Linked DNA regions of Sus scrofa: region 1 is linked to region 2. A link is a contact called in public Hi-C data. All regions are on one chromosome and are shown on one strand. The core of a region is the stretch at or near the end of the contact, and the rest is flanking DNA. Distances in the headings are between cores, read along the strand shown. Region 1 overlaps LOC102167422 (a long non-coding RNA gene). Region 2 overlaps LOC102167422 (a long non-coding RNA gene).

Region 1 (4,008 bases), core at 140-2,639, 140 kb before region 2:
CTTCATTTGCTCTAACTATAATCCATTGGACTTGCATGCTGTGCTCTGTCTATCAAATCAAACCTTCCCCAAGGAAAACCTGATTCTTTTAGGCCCAGTCTGTGCTCTGACAGCACAAGCCACATGGCCTACTTCAATAAGTCCCCATTACTGCCGACTGCACTGCTTTCGGAGCCAAATCCCAAGGGCTCCCAAGATGGATCATTCAATCTTCTGAGTAATCAATCCCAAGAGCCTGCCGATCTGACCCTGCTCAGCTGAGCTGAGGAGTGGCCTGCCTCGTGGCCATGGCGGCCTTGGACTTGGGGAAGCGGCAGCAACACATATTCTCCAATTTCCAAAGCCTCTCCACAGATATTTGGAAAGGGCAGCAGGAAGGTGTGAAAAACAGAAGCAGGGGCTGGGGGAGGGGACTGGGAGATTCGATCCTAAACAGGTTTCACTTAAAAAAGGAAAATGGTTATATGACTCTTTGCAAAAACCTCACGCTCCACAGTGCCCTTTGGGGAAACTTGAACCTCCCAAATATGTTGTCAGACACTGAACCCACACCCAGAGTGTTAAGTAACACTGGCTCTTGGACAGAAAAGTGTCACCATTCCCTCCTCCTGGCTGGTGTCTTTAAATAGCTCCTCTTATTTACGGGTGTACATAGTGTTAATGTCCTTCAGTTGCTCTATTTTCAAGGATGGAAAAGCAGTTGCTAAGCATTTCTAAATGACAGCCCCAGGGTTCATTAAAAATATGGCAAACATTTGCTAAGCTCATTAAGTGCAATTTTTGTGTGTGTGTATCAGATTCCTCCTCTGCATGTTCTGCGTGACCAAACATCTATTAACCCTAATCCCATTGATGAGTCTGATACATTCAAACCGGCAATTAGACAAAACAAAAGGGATATTTATGGAGAGACTCCTAAATGGGCTTTCATATTGGTCTAAGCTGTTTCAAAACGACAGTTTAATTCCCCTCTGTTAATCCCTTGCTTCCAGAGCACTCCCTTTGTTTGATTATAGGCTGTCAGATTCAGGGATTCTGATTGAATCAAAATTTGAGGCAAACTAGAAACACATAATAATTATGCCATTTAAGCCCTGTTGCCTACTGTATAAGCAAACCAAGTGCTCTACAGATGAAGACTCCTTAAGCACAAAAGATTTCCAAATGTGCTGCTTGTACAATTAGATACCATAGAATCTGAATTAGGTGGTCATTGCCTCTGATCCTTTCGAAAATCCTCCATTTGATGAATTTGGTGGTAAAATACCGTGCATTAAATCTGTTGACTAGGCAAAAATATTTTAGGAAGAGCTCCCTCTGCTCTTCCTCCCCTCCACCCCATCGCCTCCCTCCTCAACCACAGCTGTGGACTTGTCTGACCCACAGTGGTTAATCTGAGCACCAGCTCTTATTTGGCCATTCCAGCTTTCCATTAACTCAGGGCCACGGGGGTGTTATTATTAGAGGCGGAAAGGATTCTGCATCACTTACATGGTGTAAAGCTGGACAAATAAACAAGTACTGACTATGGATGTCTCCCAATCACACTGGGCCTCAATTTTTGAATGTGCTCTTTCAAATAGCAAAATGACCCTTCTCTAGCTTGTAAAACCTCTCTTTGTTTTCCCTCAAAGAGAAGGAAACTCACCCAGAGGAGAGGACTTTTGACAGAGTTCCCCAGCAGTAACATCATTTTCAAGTGGCTCTTGACCAGCTGAGCTTTTTCAAAGTGTAACTTTTATAGCCACAAAGGATCATGTCTTATTTGGGTTCATTAAATTTCCTCTTACTTTGCAAAGGGCTGACCAAGCTCGCAGCTGCCGAGAGAGAGAAGCCAGCCCTTCATCATTCTTCAAGTTGATTCAGCACTGGTCAGGGCTCTATTTGAAAGCCCTACCCAGATTTAGACCTCATAATTTAGTCTCTGTTGGAAATGGGAAAAAGAAGAAGAAGAAGAATATCCTTGTTCTAGTAAGAACTAGATCTCCTTTGGCTACCGGTGAAAGTTGGGGTAGAGCCAGTGTTGGCAATGAGACACAAGCTGACTTATGGAAGTGTCGCCTGAGTGAGGTCAGGTGCTGAGGCTTACAGTGAGAAACTATCATGGAGCAAAGAGAAAATGAAAATGAATTTAACAAGAGTCAGACCGTTAACGCAGAAACCTCCTCACCTCCTTCTGCTCTCTCTCCTAGGAACTACATTTCCCAGCATTATCCACCTCTAAGATTTTGGGTTAGATGCTTCCAAGGAAAGCTTCCCACTTATCATTTGGAAAGCAAAGAGAAGCCTCTTCTCTCCAGAAGCTACTGTGGCCTCGGTAACTTGACGTCTCAGTGTCCTATCAAAAAATCACTGCAAGGTTGCCACAGCTTCCTACACTTTCAGATTTCTTGAGCACCAGCCATTCCCTCCAAGCCTAAGCTCCCAGACTTTCTCATGGAGATGCAAGCCTCTAATTCCTGTGTTAAGATACTTCCTACTTCAATTACTGGCTGGACCCTGACTGATACAGGTAATAGATGCCTGGAGCTAGGAAAGAGAGCTGGGCTGACTGAGGCCAGATCACTTTGAAGAATGGGATCTGAAGCTCAGTGTGGAGAACCTTCTACTTCATTCACGTGTGCAAGCATCTTTTCAACAAATCTTCATGGAACACCTACAAAATCCTAACCCCTCTGGCAGAAACCAGTGCTAAAGAGATAAGCTCCCTAACCCATAGATCTTACAGTAAAACAATAAAATGCTTCCTTTAGCATTTCTGCTAAAGGAAATGACGGGGGCAAAGAGCTACAGCTGCCATTTGCAAAGATACTAACAAGCAGAGAATAACAGGAATGTAATTAAGGAAAAAAAAATTAGTCGTGAACCAATGAGATTTAAATTGTAATCTCAGCTGTTTCATTTCCTAACCATGTGGCCTCAAAGCAGTCAAATGAGTTTACTCTCTGAGTGTCTGCTTCCCTGGTCTTATCTTACAGGATGGTTATGAAATTAGAGACAATGCACAGCAACTAAAACACAATAGCCACTCAGTAAATGGTATTTGAAACCCCACCACCACCACTAAACCCACTAAATGCTAAATTTCCTAAAAGCAGCTGTTTTACTGTCTTGATGTCCCAAGGATTTACCTAGCACAGTGACTTAGGTTTAAAAGATGTTCATGTATCAACTCATGAATGAATGATAGGATAAGTGAATATATGTATAAACTGTGTGGTACATAATGCATACTTGGTAATTGAACTATCTGTATTATAATTAAATACAATTAATATACTGTAGATAATGTACTAAGCTCAGTGGGAACAATAGGGAAGGAAGTCTTGGGGGAGGGAGAGTAGGAAGGGAGCATTTTCACTGAGATTTGAAGGATGCAAAGCAATAGGTCCTACCCCTTTTGGACATGAGGACACATCCATACAACCAGCTAAAAAGAGTTCCCTGGTGCCCCCTGCCTAGGCATTGGCTGGCCTCTCATTCCAGATGATAACAGAGCCTTCCCACCTGGGGTCAGGCTGTGCCTCCTGAGACTTCTCAGCAAGGGAAACCCACACATCACACAAGAACACCCTGTGAGCGACGCAGCCTCTCATTTCTGCTAAAGGAAATGAAGGCAGAAAGAAAATGATAATCTACAGGGAGTAACACCCACACAGTTATCACTCAAATGATCCCAAAAGGATCTGAACCTGACTGGAGCAGTGCTTCATAAACTTCCTTTCAAGGGGTTTGTCATCTTAGTAATTATAAAAGACTTTTATAGTCTGATTAAATATGTTATAATCCCTGTTCAATTTTCTACTTATTTTTAAACTATACCTATTGTTTCTCTTTTTCTAATTTTCTTTTCCTTCTTTTTTTTTCCCCCAATGCAGCTTTAATTCCATGGATTTTTGCCTCTTTTTTCTCTTTCCTATCTCTTTCTCAAAGCCCCTCTCCAAATGTCAATAAAATTCCAAGATCATTTCTAGGTGACCTCCTCACTTACGGCATATTTTTCACAGC
Region 2 (4,041 bases), core at 179-2,678:
TCCAAGGAAGTATAGCTAATTGGGTCACACCAATTCTTTGTCCACTAGTATTAAAAATTCATATTGTATAAAAACATAGTCATGACACCATTTGAAATCTAGATGACACTTTTCCTCGTAGGACCTCAACATACCTGTAAATAAACAGATGCCTTTATTTCATCTTCATTATAATCCTATAAGCCAGAAGAGGTATAAATGCTAATATTATTCCTATATTATGAAGGGAGAAAGAGGAACCTAAAAACTCAAGCAGCATGGAATGAAATCAAAGCACCAAAGTTAAAATACTGTCTGGGAAATTTATTGAACTAAGGCTCCTCAATCATCTGTTGAGTTGGGGGTTTGTAATGACCCTCAAGTGGTGCTGAAAGCTTATGCCTCCAAAATGTCCTGAAATCCCCAGATGAGCACATTTGCAACTGTGGATTTTCTGGCCCAAAGAAGAAGCAGCTGAACCAATCGAATTAGAGTTCTACATGATCTGATTAGCTGGCCTCAGTGCTGCTCCCTCAGGGTTGTCCTGGATGCCGCCTGACTTAAGAACCTCCACCCTCACTGGCAGGATGGGAGGGGAGGAGGGGGGCTAGGAGAATCCTCAAGATCTAAGGGGGAAACTGAAGTGATCTGAATATTCACTTCTCATTCCCTTCACTCCTCAAATGTTACTGTAAATAAGTCAGAATACAGTATGAATGAACTACAAATTTTTTTTTTTCCTACTGGAAGGGACAGCCAGACTGCTTTACCCTGGCTAGCTGTGGTTTTTCAACTCAAATTTAAGAAGCAGTGCAGGTATGCAGTCATTTATTTTCAGCCTGCAAGTCTTTTTGATAAAAGAAGCCCTTTGCAAGAAGCATTTCTCTTCTGTCCTTATAAATCAAATAAATAAAAATAAAACTTTCTGCCAAGCCATATGCTTCTGTTCCTATCCTTCGACTGGCCTAAAATAAAAAAGATCACCCTTTTCTCTTCTTTTCCTATCCTTTTATTAAGAAAAAACAAAAACAAAAACAAAAGAGCTAGAGAATGAGAAAGAGAGTGAGAAATCAAACAACTGTCTAAACAAATCAATCCAACATTTCCAAGGGCTTTTGACCTGCGGCAATGTCAATTCCGTCTTTTTCCCCCCTTTCTTTCTTTGAATCAATATAACCTATGATTCTGATCGCTCCAATATGTCAGTGCCTGCTGAGGGCACATTTTATTGTTCATAAAGTTCCAGACGATAATGAAAAATAAGCAAGAAAACGATAAATTCATCAAAGTTGCGAGAATATTCGAGGAAAAAAGGAATTTCCTGAGGTAACTGTCCTTGACCTGGCTCTTTAATCGAGTGAAATTTCATCACTTTATCTAATATCATGCTTCATGCTTCAGGCACCCAGCAATTCTATTTTAGTGTGGTCTAATGGGCAGCTGACACATCCACTCAGCCCCAGACTGCATAATACGTGCTGACATACTGTGTGTGCAGCAAGCAGACTTATTTGGGTTTCACCAAGAAAAAAAAAATGTCATCCAGAAAAGCTTCTTCCTAATAATTTCAGATTTGGCTCTGTGGGCCTCAGTGGACTTCACTTTAAGAGGTACAGGGCCCGTGCCAGAAGGCAGTCACTAACTTGGGTAGCTGTGCGTATCTCACCGTAGGTGAGAGGTTAGAAAAGGTCTGGTTATAGTTGCCTGAAACCCGAATCTAGATAGTGTAATGAAGAGTGTCATTCTAACTGCTTTGCAGACGGCTCTTCTCAGAACCCCTGATTCAATTTGATATTCTGAGGTTAACGTACTGTATTGGGCCTGAAAATAGGAATGCACACGCAAAGCTTTTATACTTATTCAGTTCAGTAAGCATGGCAAACTCATCAACAGCTATTTGTACACTGTAGGCATGGTGGGACTTACTTTGATGTTCTGATATATGCTTGCTATTTTCCCCCCAGTATTTGGAATCAAAATGCATTTTTTTAAAGTAAGCTTTTGACATAGTAGCTGAGGATATTATCATATGAAGAACACACAATTACAGAAATTCTGTAACTTCCACAAATAAACTCCAAAACTTTATTGAAAATATAAAAAGAACTAAAGAGATACTATAAATACAGAGATCAGATTGGTAGTGGCCAGAGGGGGAGGTAGGGGTGGAGGTGGGGTAAAATGGGTGAAGGTGGTTTATTATAAAATAAACATTTCCTAGGGATGTAATGACCAGCACAGGGACTATAGTTTAATACCTTATTGCATATTTGAAAGTTGACAAGAGAGTAGATCTTAAAAATTCTCATCACAAGAAAAAAAAATTGTAACAATGAATGGTGACAGACGTTAACTAGACTTACTGTGATATTTATATATACAAATATCAAATCATTATGATGCACACCTGAAACTATATAATATTGTATGGCAATTATATCTCAATAAAAAGATAAGTATAGAAAATACATGACCTTGAACTGAATTCAGTACTAGAGAATGAAAAATGCCACCAAGAATATTATCAGAACAACTGACAAAACATCAATTGTAGATTAAAATATTATATCAATGTTAAATTTTGTAAATTCAGTAACTTGCTATGGTTTTATAAGAAAATGTGTTTTCTCTCAGAATTACCAGTGAATTAAAGGTATTATGGTCATTGGGGCAAGGGCCATGCAAACTAAGCTCAAAGCATTAAGGAAAATATAATCAGAATAAAGGATCTGTGGCAAAATGCTGAAAATTAGTCTTCATAGAAAGGCAAGACAATTCTTGTACAAAAATTCTGTCAAGTGGAGGTACAGCAGACCTCCCTCCCCCTTTGTGGAAAAAGCCAGTTTTGCATACATTTGCAAATTCATTTCCATATTTTTGATCTATAAACAAACCTTTGAATCAGTTGTGACACTGTGTGTTTCCCTCATTAATAACGAGTTAAAATTTAACATGTGTTCAATCAAAACAAAATTGGTCAATCTGGGCAAAAGCTATACAGTTCTCTTTAAACTTGCAACACCTCCATAAGTTTGAAATTTTTGCAAAATGAAAAATTTCAAAAATCACTATAAACAGCAAGTGGCACTGAGTAGGGACTGGTGCAAGGATGAACACCTGCTGTGTGCACATAAGAAGCAGAGATTTTCTTTACAGGAAACAGTGTGCTCAGTCCAGAATCATGGCAAGTGTAAGGTTAAGCAAGCCATCGTCAGTCTAACACCATCATGGTTCTAATCACAGTGAAGTTCTGAGATCTGCGGCCTCACTAGAAGTCTGCGGTGCCTGGGTAGGTCTCCCTAAATGTTATGCCTTACTTCATCTCACATCTTTTTTATTTAAGAAACTAAAGTATAGCTGCCCTACATTCACCAAAAAGATTAAATTTAACCTCAACTGGAGTAGGAAACTATTTTCTTGTGGGAGGTAAAAAGTCACACTGGGACTGGCCCTGTGGTTCTCATGGTCCATCTATGGAGGAGGGGTCTTTTGTCACAAAATACTAGTGGCTGCAGTTAAGGAAGAGGAGCATTTAGGCCAGAGTGGGGGGTGGGATGAGAGTTAAGCAGTAGAGGCAACAGTGGAATCTATCAAGGGTTAAAAGCAGGACATCTTATCAGGGATGAAATAAGGACATTGTTCTGTCTCTTAAATGCAATACTTTCCATTTTAAGAAGGAGTACTTTTAATACAAGTGCACAAATGCTCTTTCCCAGGGATTTCTAACTTTGCTTCCTCTAGAGATTAAGCAATAGGTACCAACCAAAGTACAATAACAGCTATCATGATAATAGCCCATATATTATACCTAGCCTTTATAATGGCCCATACACTCCATACCCACATCACATTACCCCCTTTTACCTTCTCAATTATCTGAGCCGGACAGTATTAACGCCATATTACAGATTAGTAAAGTAATTCAGTGAGCCTAAGTAACTTCTCTAAGGATGCCCAGAGCTACCTTGTGGCAGGGTTAGATTTCCTATCAGGTTAAGTCTTGTTCCAAATCCAGAATGCTAACCCTCTACACTAAACAACCTCTAGAACAGATTTGATGTA

Evidence for each region. Hi-C and Micro-C count contacts between places; a contact is called where the count stands out from the background.
Region 1: a contact with region 2 is called in a Hi-C map of skeletal muscle, with 6 times the contacts expected there. The contact joins two enhancer-like sites. A contact is called at or near these places in 1 of 47 Hi-C or Micro-C datasets (skeletal muscle) and 1 of 2 datasets of contacts at active chromatin or transcription factors (skeletal muscle).

Annotation. Positions count from the first base shown.
Region 1 is chr1:232,734,927-232,738,934 of Sscrofa11.1, reverse strand. All of the region lies in intron 2 of LOC102167422 (a long non-coding RNA gene), which reads right to left. Among named protein-coding and RNA genes, the nearest start is that of NPAP1, 340 kb to the left of the region's middle. Within about 2 kb of position 1,389, at least 5 of the 83 cell types and tissues checked have an H3K27ac peak or open chromatin away from gene starts, as enhancers often do. A contact at or near this core is called in skeletal muscle, where this site is marked.
Region 2 is chr1:232,590,013-232,594,053 of Sscrofa11.1, reverse strand. All of the region lies in intron 2 of LOC102167422 (a long non-coding RNA gene), which reads right to left. Among named protein-coding and RNA genes, the nearest start is that of TLE4, 240 kb to the right of the region's middle. Within about 2 kb of position 1,428, at least 2 of the 83 cell types and tissues checked have an H3K27ac peak or open chromatin away from gene starts, as enhancers often do. A contact at or near this core is called in skeletal muscle, where this site is marked.